Linked DNA regions of Gossypium arboreum: region 2 is linked to region 1. Evidence: chromatin contacts called from public Hi-C data. All regions are on one chromosome and are shown on one strand. Each heading gives the region's core, a stretch centred on a gene start, on an enhancer-like site or on the middle of the called end of the contact. The rest is flanking DNA. Distances are from core to core; before and after follow the strand shown.

Region 1 (5,664 bases), core at 1,105-3,604:
TTAAACCAGCAGTCTATGAGAAGCAATAGCTTAGCAAAATTAGTTAGCACCAAGCTATAACTACCTGCAATTCAATATTCCCGTCGATGTTGAATTTTCCGAGATTCTGCAGCAAAATAAGAATTCTTCAAAAATTTTTGATAAACAATACAACAAAATTCTGTGCCATACAAATATCATCAGAAGGAAATCAGATCAGATATAATCGGTTTTGTTTCAAACAAACAAAAAAGAAATATGAATATTTGTTTATGTATCCCCACTCGAGAAAGGAACAAATACCATTTTATGAAAGGATATACATGATAACAGGAAGCAAGATTCAGATGTCTCAGAACATTACAAAATATACATTTATCCAATAAACCTCTTTTCAATGGATTGTAATACATGTTTTATGCAATTTATGCAAGTGCTTCTTCAAACCCAAAATAGGTTGCCACAAAGATATATTATAGCCGGTTTCTATCCTTTCATGCTCGAGTATAAGTTGTAGTAAATTGGCCTAAGAGTTCAACAGTTAAAGAGTGACCCAGAGAAAGAATCGCTTACATAAATTTTGGGGAAAAAAGTCAACTAAATTTGATAGTAACCAAACTAGCATAATATGCACTTAGAACAATAGGCTAAAAATGAAACAAAAGCTAAACTGCAATGCAGTACATTCTCTTTTTCCTGGATAAGTGTATGTTTTATTTATCCAAAGATGCAGATTTAACTGCTACAGTGAAACAACCACCACTTGGATCATCATCCTTAATCCTATTACAACCAAAAATTCAGTATTTAGACCCCGTATTAAAATCATGCATGAGTTTTGGTTCAGATTTTATTCTGATTTAAATCCCACCGTGTGTGTTATCTAGTTTTATTCCTTTGCAAATCCAGATATATTATATTTCAATTGGATTGTACCTTTTAATAGTTAATTATGGTTATAACTATTTAGATACGCATTTTTCATAATCATAATTGTGATTGTAATTATCTATATGTAGCAACGGTATCATTTATGTCAAAAAAAGAAAAGAAAAAAATAATCTTCTTAGCAAAATGAAGGAAAAAAAAGGTATAAATATGGCAGAAAATTTTGAAAAGCTCTAAACGACTTACAGCCATTTTTTTCAGCATTTTTTTTTTATATAATTGAAAGATCATATCAAAATCCAAAAATGCAGAATACAACTATTTATCAGAATATTCATTTTTAAAGGTAAAACAGGTACAGGAAGAATTAATCTCATTTACTATATACTAGATTTATAGCACACCTGGGCAAAAAAACTATATAACAAATATATTTATTAAAAATTCATAAAAACTAATTGATATTTTGATTACAATAGTAACGTGAGTGGTGTTTTAGTTTGATTTATTATATAATAAAAGACAAAAGCACTCTCAAGGTAATTGAGTAATTACGCAATTGAATCGGTGCTCCGTTGATGATTAATAAATAAATAAACCACCATAATTGCGTCAGTCTGTGTCGCAAAATTCTAAAATTAAGGGGAAAAAAAAAAGGCATAAGCAAAGTTGCAAGGCTAGAAAAGGCGTTTACCTCAGAAGCCGGATCGGTGGCTAACACGGCTTGAGGGATGAAGGCCAGAGGGCGTTGGCTCCCCATGGCTAATTTGTGTTTCCTCTTACTCAAACTGTTACCATAAAATTTAGTAGATATCTGATATTTGCGTGGCTGAGCTAGCGATTGATTCAGAGAAGCAGTGGCACACAAGGAATTTGAAGCGATGCCAGAAGAACCTTTTAGCTTGATTTGATGCTCTAAAACCGTGGGACGGAGGAAATGCTGCTGTATCAAATTCTGGCCCACGCTATTACTCATCTTCCTTGTTAACACTTCGTAACAAAATCTAATTAAAAATTTTAATAACGCTTCTTTCTGTTCTTTTTTTTTTTAAGCTGGAGGAAAAAAAAACAAACAGTATTACTATAATGGTTCTAGTAGCATCATTTCCCCATACTTAACGAACAATCATAGTAACCCAAAGAAAAAAAATCCATAATTTCGTAAAAATGAAAAAAAAAAATATATATATATATATATATCAATACGTATGAAATGCTAGTGAAAAATCTGGAATTAAGAAGGATGAGGCGTTGAGAGAAGGAATTAGTGAAAATACCTTGAAAGAGTCGGAAATCTGGACGAGAGAATTTGAGAATATATGATTTGATTTCGAAGAATAATAAAATAGGAAATATTTATCAATAATTTTCTTCTTTTTTTTTTTAGCAAATGCGCTTAAGCTTTGAGTGAGTGAAAGCTATGAAAATTATGGAAAAACAGGACCAGAGTTCCGTCAGTTGTGTATGCCAATTTATCATCAACATTTGGCACGTGTCGGTTTGCTTGTAAGAAAACGTAGCAAAGCTCGGGATTGGGGTCGTCACGTGCGATATCGGGAAAAGGGCAGCCAACGCGTGGGGTCCGTGAACAGTGTGTCGACTTTCGTCGACTTATGATATTTAAATTGTTAGTCGACAATTGCCCCTTGGTTTTCGATAGAATTTCGAGATTTACCCCTCCTACTTTTTATATTTCTCAGATCTTTTTTCATATCTTATGGTTTTCCAAAATTAAACTGATTTTTTAATAATAATATAGATATTTTTATTTAATATCAATATAAATATTAAAATAAAAATTTTATTTAATCATATTCTAGTGAGATGATGATGTAACAAAATTTAATTGATTGATTTTTTTAAGCAATATTAACGAGTAGGTACCAATTTTAATAACAAAATCAAAATTTAGATACTCGGATCAATCAAAAAATAATTTATCTACCTTAAACAAATTCAATAGTTTAGATACTTCTTATTCAATTAGGCCGTTAAAATATATATTTGCTCCATTGTGGCTCTTGGGTTAAAGCCTACCGGAACTCCTTATATTATTATGTAAAGTTCAGTTTAGTCCATGTATTAAAAATAGGTTCAATTTAATCCTTGTAAATTAAAAATTTATTCAAATTATGACATCATTAATTTTTTCATTAAATTGGTGATAATTTTGACAAAATATATCATGTTCAACTTATTTACCATGACCTAACCCAACCCAACCCATAAAAATACTCAACCATCCCAAAAAAACATTCCATGTATCTTTGAAGTATCATTTTTCTTCAATCACGCAATAGTTCAAAGATACATGCATGTGTATAGTTGAAGAAATTTTCAAATCAATTACAAAATGCCACGTGTCAAGTTGAAATTAACATGATTCAGGCAAAACTATCATGATAAAAAATGATGACATCATATTTGTGTCATAATTATTTTTCTCTAATTAATTTAAATTAATTAAGAGATAAATAATAAAATTTTATATTATCACTAATTAAAAAATAAAATAATTATGTGATAATATTAATGATGATTTTATCTCTAATTAATTAAAATAATAAGAGATAAATAATAAATAAAAAGTTTAAATTTTGTAGAACAATCAAATTAAGTAGGTAATGTCTATTAGAATTCTCTTTTCAAGCAATAGGCACTATAAAAATGGTCACCTAAGTCATTCTATACATTCACAAGTTTTGAAAAAGTAGAAGAACTTGAAGAAATTCTAAAGAATATCACATCAGTTTTGAAAAAAAAAATAGTTTTCTAATCCAATTTAACCTTAGAAAGGAAGACAAAAGTTGTTTATGAAGAAAACCACTTTTCGATCCAAATAAATTGAAAAGAAGGTCCAAATTTGTTTCAAGAGTAAGTCCATACGACACTTGGAGCAATTTGCATTCATCTAAGACCAAGTCTAGACAATCCTGAGATTGAAGCCAAATTGAAAAGAAGAATCAAAGGAGAATTTCTTTGCATTCAAAAGATTTATTTAAGAAATTTCTAAAAATTATAACTTTTTTACAAAGTTATCAATAAATTTGACTCTAAAAATTTCAAGTCAACTTTTGACTTGAAATTTGTGTGTACAAATTTCTGGCATACCTAGTAGTTTAATCTTTGCCTTTAATCTCTTCTCAAAGTTACAATCAACTCAAAGAAGATCATCATCAACAAACCAGCTTGCAAACTCATTCAAGCTAATCTTGTAGCTCATTCCTTTTTTAAATTCACGTTAACATTTTAATTAGAATAGTTAAAGCTATTAAGAATTTGAATTAACCATGTCATTATAAAGTAGAGGACCAATTTATGTCAAATCAAAATATAAAGATTAAATTTTAAATATAAATGTAAGAGAGATCAAAACTGTAATTACCAAAGAAAGAGAAATAAAATAGTTGTACATATGTCATCAAGAGAAGATGCCTTTAGGGCCACAATTTTTAGGAAAAAAACACATTTTAATTAACATAAGTTATAATATATATTTAAGAAAAATTCAACTATTTTGAGGATAAAAATTATTTATATAGTTTAATATTATTGTATATCAAATTAAAATATAATGATTAAATCTCAAATATGATCATAATCATTATAAGAAAATGGCACTAGTGTAGGTGGAAAAACTAAATTTATGTAAATATAATTATAAAATTATATAAAATAAAAACTAAATTATTGATTGAAATAAAAATAATAATACTTGAGGGTTTTTGTGTCTTATATTCAACCCATCATTCTTGGATTTATTGTGAACTTTATTTAAAAAATATATAACCATTTCTCAGTTACAAATATCTAATTATAAAGTTGCATGAGAGGATAGAAATGGAAAGTGCTAAAAGATATTTGAGAGTGGTTTGCTTTCTAGAAAAATGGTATACAAGAATAGATGCAGCTATCGGCATACGGTGGGTCTTCTAATACTGACATGCTTGTCGAGACCTAACCAAGCTATTAAACTCTCCTTTTTAGTTGAAATCCTTAATCTTGAAACACTGATGGGCCTAACTTGGTTTTGGAATAATAATGAAACCTAGCTTAACCCATAAGATCCATGCATCAACTAAAAGAAGAAAGAAAAAGGGGGAAAACCCATGAACACGCAATTCAAAGATCCTCACTCCCCCGGCATTGTTTTGGCGAATTATAGAGATGCATGGTAGGGGAAATGGGTCCCAATCCCAAATATCTTTTCCCTGTATGGAGTAGTTTTATGTCGGTAAGCAATTTAATTTCAGCCCCAAATGAGATAATAAATATCATCCCACACCGAAAAGATAAGAGAGAAAAAATTATGTGTAAAGAAGAAGACAAGCATTTCTTTTTCTTTTTATCACTCCTGATTATGCAACTATACTAAAGCTGTTTTGCTTTCACACCCAAAACTCAATTTGTGTTTTCATTCTACTGAAAATTTTATAAAGCTATTAGGAGAAATAGTAACGTTAGAGGGGAACGGCAAGCGCTTTGGGAGTTGAAGTGAGAGTCACTAAAAAGAAAGATATTTAAAGGGTTCATGTGGCTCCCTTCCCAATATCACACCCATCTTACATATTTTTTAATTACATTAAGTAAAATTTTGATTTTAATTGATATGAGTCCAAACGCCTTCAAAATGTAATATTTTAAATTCTGTTAATTTTTTATTTGTGTTGAGACTTTTATAAATAGCACTAACTTAATCAAATACTTAAAAATAATATTAAATATTATACTATTAAACTGAAAATATTATATCTTAGTATGGAATTTTATATGGTAAAAATACAAGGCATTAGTCAA
Region 2 (5,664 bases), core at 1,489-3,988, 470 kb after region 1:
TAATAATATCCTCCATGCAATTCAAAAAAGCTTGGAACAGTCTGTATATTTCCTTTCACAGAACACCAGGAATCTTGCCTATCTTCATAAACTATCCCATCTCTTTGCTATGTTCTAGAAAGTGAGTCAGCCCCATGCATGAATGGTCACCCCTTGAACCAACAATCCAACAAATTCCATTGATGAATTTTGACATAATCCATGACTGTTAGGTCTTCCCATACCAACAAAACAATAGTACATCCTGATATTCTGATCATCGTCAGGCTTTTACCACACGCACCACTTAATTGATTTGCCAAAACCTCCATCTTTTAATACCAAAACAAAGGGTTATTATGTGGTTTTCCTATGAATTTTTCCAAAAGTATTTAATTAGTACTCCAAGTTTTTTTATTTACTTGGTATTTAAATTTGTATTCCATCACTCAGGTTGGTATCTCCGCACTAACAAATGCTAACGTTACACCGATGGCCAATCCTACTAGTAACATGTGGCGGCCTCTTAGTATGACATGTGATAGATATAAATTAAAAAATTGTAAATCTTTTAGAAAATATAAATTACTTTTAAAAAAAATATAATTTTTTGGACAAGTACAAGTATCAACTAGGTATTTTTTAAACAAATTCATGGAGCAAACTACATATTAATCCTTAAAAAAGTAATACTATTGACAAATTGGAACAATGTGTGTAACGGAATATAAATTAGGATGCCAACTAAAAAAATAAATAAATACCACTTAAATATTTTTAGGCAAGTTTAAAAACCGAAAATAAAATAGGATTATGATTGTATGGTGAAGAAAGCTGTAACTAATCTGAAAACATCAAGAATTGCATCATGAATTAGGAAGGATGTCGACTAAGGTTTACATAAAAGTTTATATATGATGTTAGTTTTGGCAGACATTGCACTATGCGGTATTGCGTATGTTTAAGTGATAGGGTTAACTGTTTTATTAATTTAAAAATGGAAGATGAAATGGGTGTGGGTGCACGTATGGATCCATCAATTAAAGTTGGTTTATCCCAAAATGGTTAAAAATTGAAAGCATATGAAAATTATATTAAAGTTATAGGAAGCATTGAGAGTCTTGATGATTTGAAGATGCTGTATTGACATTTCCATATATGAAGTATGGATGGTGGGGACATCACAGGGAGCACATGGGTGAGACAGTCAACAAGAGAGTGAAAGCAAGGTGAAATGGAAAATGGGGAAATAAATGTGAGCATTAAGGATGATGGTAGTGCATGCAAAGCAAATAACAAGAACAAAGACAGCAGTGGAAAGTAGGGAAGTGAGGGCATTGCTCATAATCTCAATCAAACTTACCTTGTTTGAGGAAAGACAAAACCTGAGATGCCCATTTTCCTTCTCCATACACTCTTCTAGAAACTTCCCCTCCTCTTTTAAATGGTAAAAAAAAAAAAAAAAAGCCTCTTGCCCTGAACTAGAGAGTAAATGTTACAGAAAACAACACATGAAAACCATTAGTCACTATGTCCCTTTTTCATCCTTTTAATGGAATTGGCTAACATCAAATGCCACACACCAAGGTTGAAGCTTGCGATTGTTTTTAGCAATTTAATTAAAACTCTGTGTGAATCACAACGTTGACAAGCTTGGGAGGACTACTTTTGTCAGAACATGAAATGGTATTTCTTTCTTTTCTTTTTCTATTATTTTCTAGGAGAGATGATAACTGGGGGAAATGCTAGTCTCTTATTTTTCTTTTTATAAATATTCAAATATTTAACTTACAGTTGCATCATTGTAATTGTAAAGCACATGAGTGATTATATACTGAATTTTGGAGTAGAATTTTTTAAAAAAAAAAGTAGATATGAAATAGATATGAAGTGATTATGATAATTGCTTATATTGTCTCAACTCACTCATTATTTTATTATTATATTTATCATTTTTGAAATATTATGTTTAAATATTTATTTGACACTAAAAATGATAATATTAAAGATAAATAGTAAAAATTAAATTGACACGTAATCTGAGTGGGGTAAGACGAATATGGATAAAGTGATAGTGATTTTAAAATTATACATCTAATGTGGAGCGAAGTGGATAGTGGAGCAGAGCATATTAACTATAAAGTGATGGTGGATTTATACTAATATTTGTCATCTCTCGTTCCATTGTCATCCTAAAATTTATCTATGAATTTTATAATTTATTATTATTTTATACACTCAAAATTTGTTTTTCACAAATGAGTTGTTATGCTGTCCCATGTCCTTTGATTATATTAAAATTAAAATTTAAGTACATATGACAGATTATAATTTTGAGGATATTTTTGTTTTTCTATATTTTTATATTTAAAAAAGAAAAATATAAACTCATATAATAAAATTTCAACTCGTCACTTATTTTTATTTTATTATTACAATTAAATTTTAATTTTACATCAATTTTTATAAATATATTTATTATATAAAATTTTTCCATCATAAGTTAGTACAATTTATTATCGTGAATTTAAGCATTAACCACATATTTTAATCTGCCGCAACAACAAAGATCTGCCATATTTGAATATCATTTATTGTTCCACGAATGTATGTACTTTGTTTAAATTTGTTTAGCAACAATAATGAAAGCACAATGCTTAAGGAATTAAGTGGTATAAGATATAACTAAAGAAAGGTAATATCCTTGTAATTAGAGTCTCTGTACAATTTATAAATCCCACCTCCCATGTATATCAAAAGCCCACCACATCATCCTCATTGTCTCTCTCTCTCTCCCCCTCACTTCCTCACACACAAACTCTCAGAAACAGACAAACTAACATCAACAAAGAAGAAAATGTCGACACTGAATCATCTCTTTGATCTCCCTGAGCAGATTTGTTATGTACAATGTGGTTTCTGCACTACCATTTTACTGGTAAAAGAAAAAAAGAATGTTTTTCCCACACTATATATGCATGCGTTAAAGTCTTTTCTCTCTCCAGCTTCTGATAATTTGGCTTTTGAAATATTGCAGGTAAGTGTCCCATGTAACAGCTTGTCCATGGTGGTGACAGTGAGATGTGGGCACTGCACAAGCCTTCTCTCAGTTAATATGATGAAAGCTTCGTTTGTCCCACTGCACCTTCTAGCTTCCTTTGCTCATGATGATGAGGTATAAGTATATGTTAATCAACAGCTTGTATGTCGATAATATATGGTCACTACTAGGTTATATTAGCATGTCACCAATTTGATTAATCGATGTCTATCTTTCTTAACTATAGATGATTATCAGTTTCATTAACATCATATTATATACCATATGTGAGCTTCTGTCAATCAGCCAAAAGAAGAAGCAGTTTCAGAAGAAGTGGGTGGCCATAGGAAGACCTCAGACAGGCGCAGCCCATCGTTGATGAGCTCTTCCGATAATGGAGAAGAAGATATAGTCCGTGTGAATCCCACAGTCAACAAGCGTGCGTCCTTTCTTTCCATTTTAAAACTTGGATGTAACACAAGGGAGAACTGTTTCATCGTTCCAATTCTAATACTAGTTTAGTCCAATTTTACAGCGCCAGAGAAGAGGCAAAGAGCTCCATCAGCTTATAATCGCTTCATCAAGTAATAAGACCCCCCCATCTACGTTTATAGAAAAACCAAAAAAAAAAAGTTTTTCTTTGACTTAGTACATTTATCATATATAGATTCATTCATTCTTGGTGGCAGAGAAGAGATCAGGAGACTGAAAACTCAAAATCCCAACATTCCGCACAAAGAAGCCTTCAGCACTGCTGCAAAAAATGTATGTTTCAGACACCCAAAAGAATCAACAAGACAAACCCATGCTTTCCAGCATATGTTTTGTAATATATATATATATATGTCTTAATATTTCAGTGGGCCCACTTTCCTCCCATTCACAAGCACAACAAAGGAGAAGGAGTGAGTTGTGAGCGGGACGAGGGAGAGGCGTCATGGAACGTAGAGGCTACTGAGGTTAGCTTTTCTCTCATCCTAAAAATTTTATAATTTTAATCCTTTTACAAGTACATCTAGCTAGCTTTAACTATTTAGAGCTGTAAAAAAAAGTACTGTACTTGCGAGTCATGTAGCAATTCCTCATGTTATTGAACTTTATGTGATCGTTTATGGAGTTTGCATCAATCATTGACATAATTAGTTAGCTGTACTCTTTAAGCCATCACATGGTACTATAGGGATAATACATCATTAATTAATGACAGAAAATTTGTGACATTGCATGCATGCTTATTCTTCTTCATGCCTTATGATTCTTATACATACTAAGAAAGAAGTTTATGGTAAATAAGCTTACAGGCAACAGTAATTCAATAATTATAAAGGGTCATTACTCAAACTGAGGATAGCTATAGGGTAGTCCTTTTCTTGCAGTTCAATTATTACATGTAGAAAAGAAATTAATAAGTTAGCTATTTAAGGACACTTGAACATACTGTTAAGACTTCTTTAGCTTCATAATGTTTGGGGTAATATATGCGACAGAAAAGGGTTGCATGACTTTCTGTTGTGACAAATTTCAGGTTCACATACAAGGCAATGATTTCCGTGAAAGAAAAGCCGCAAGGAATTCCATATGGACCAAGTCACCATTTGAGTGAAGTGATGAACAATTAATTCTATCCCTAATTAATTTTATTAGTATAAAATTTCTTCCACAAACTATTAACTCCTTTAGGGCTACTGATACATGAATATATGTACTATATAAAGGTAGGTTTCAAAATCATATGCCCTTTTCTGGGAGATGCTCTTGGGAATGAAGTCTTCACTGCAAGTCTGTACTAGATATGACTGTCTTCCAAAAAAAAAAACACTTTAGTTTTCTTAAGAGAAATTCCAAGTTTACTATTACTGCTACTTCTGGTACTTTAGCTAGTGCTAAATATATCTAAATTTGCTATTTCTCAAAGTTCTGCATGTCTGAATCATCATGCTTGAGTTAATTTACTTTTAAGCAAAAAACTTATGATTATATATACATTTTGCAGCTGTTAAGTTAGCATGTGTTGGAGTTAATTAAGTTGGAAAATTTTATACATTCTATTTCTAGCTTACCTTGGAATATAGACACAGTTCAGCAACAATTAATTGTGAATTTGTCATTCACTTCCAGTACTGATTCTTCCTTTCATAACTCGGTTTCCTTCGAATGTACCTTCCAGGAAAATCGAAAACGAAACACTTGTAATTGCATCTCTATGAATATATATTGATTTCTAAAAGTATATACCCAACTTTCAGTCTTTGAATATGGTAACATATATGGAATGTGTGGGGTAGCACATGCTTAATAACTCTTACCCATAAAAGGCCTGTAGGGAGAGAGAGCTTGAAAATGCTTCAAAGAAGTCCTTGTTCTCCTTTTCTAGCTCTCTCCACACTATCAAATGCATTAATATTAAAACGTTTAAATACCCAAATTATTTGATCATATATGGTATAATATGTTGCATTCTTTTATCACCTGTAATTGTAATGCACGGCCGAATGCTTGCATACTTTGCCAGTGCCTTGACACATTGTTGTCGGTTCATGTAAAGCAGCAAACATCTCTCGATCAGATGTTGAACCTGCAAATTTTCCCATGAAAAACCAAAAAAACAGTACTAGTCATAATAAACTCCAACTTGACGATTCTGC

What was found. A called contact is a pair of places that touch in the nucleus more often than the background predicts.
Region 2: a Hi-C map of leaf shows a contact between it and region 1, with 2.5 times the contacts expected there. The contact joins the promoter of LOC108465610 here to the promoter of LOC108466924 in region 1. A contact is called at or near these places in 2 of 5 Hi-C or Micro-C datasets (both in leaf).

Annotation. Positions count from the first base shown.
Region 1 is chr2:95,990,750-95,996,413 of ASM2569848v2, forward strand. LOC108466924 (alpha-glucan water dikinase, chloroplastic) reads right to left here and starts at 2,355. Exons shown (of 34, transcript XM_017767302.2): 1 at 2,145-2,355; 2 at 1,562-1,920; 3 at 65-106. The coding sequence starts at 1,843.
Region 2 is chr2:96,461,420-96,467,083 of ASM2569848v2, forward strand. It overlaps LOC108465610 (axial regulator YABBY 4), which reads left to right and starts at 2,739. Exons shown (of 6, transcript XM_053025058.1): 1 at 2,739-2,917; 2 at 3,017-3,154; 3 at 3,326-3,458; 4 at 3,555-3,603; 5 at 3,706-3,978; 6 at 4,545-4,875. The coding sequence starts at 2,837. The coding sequence ends at 3,871. It overlaps LOC108465611, which reads right to left. Exons shown (of 5, transcript XM_053025057.1): 2 at 5,489-5,594; 3 at 5,326-5,404; 4 at 5,080-5,179; 5 at 3,253-3,773. The coding sequence ends at 5,128.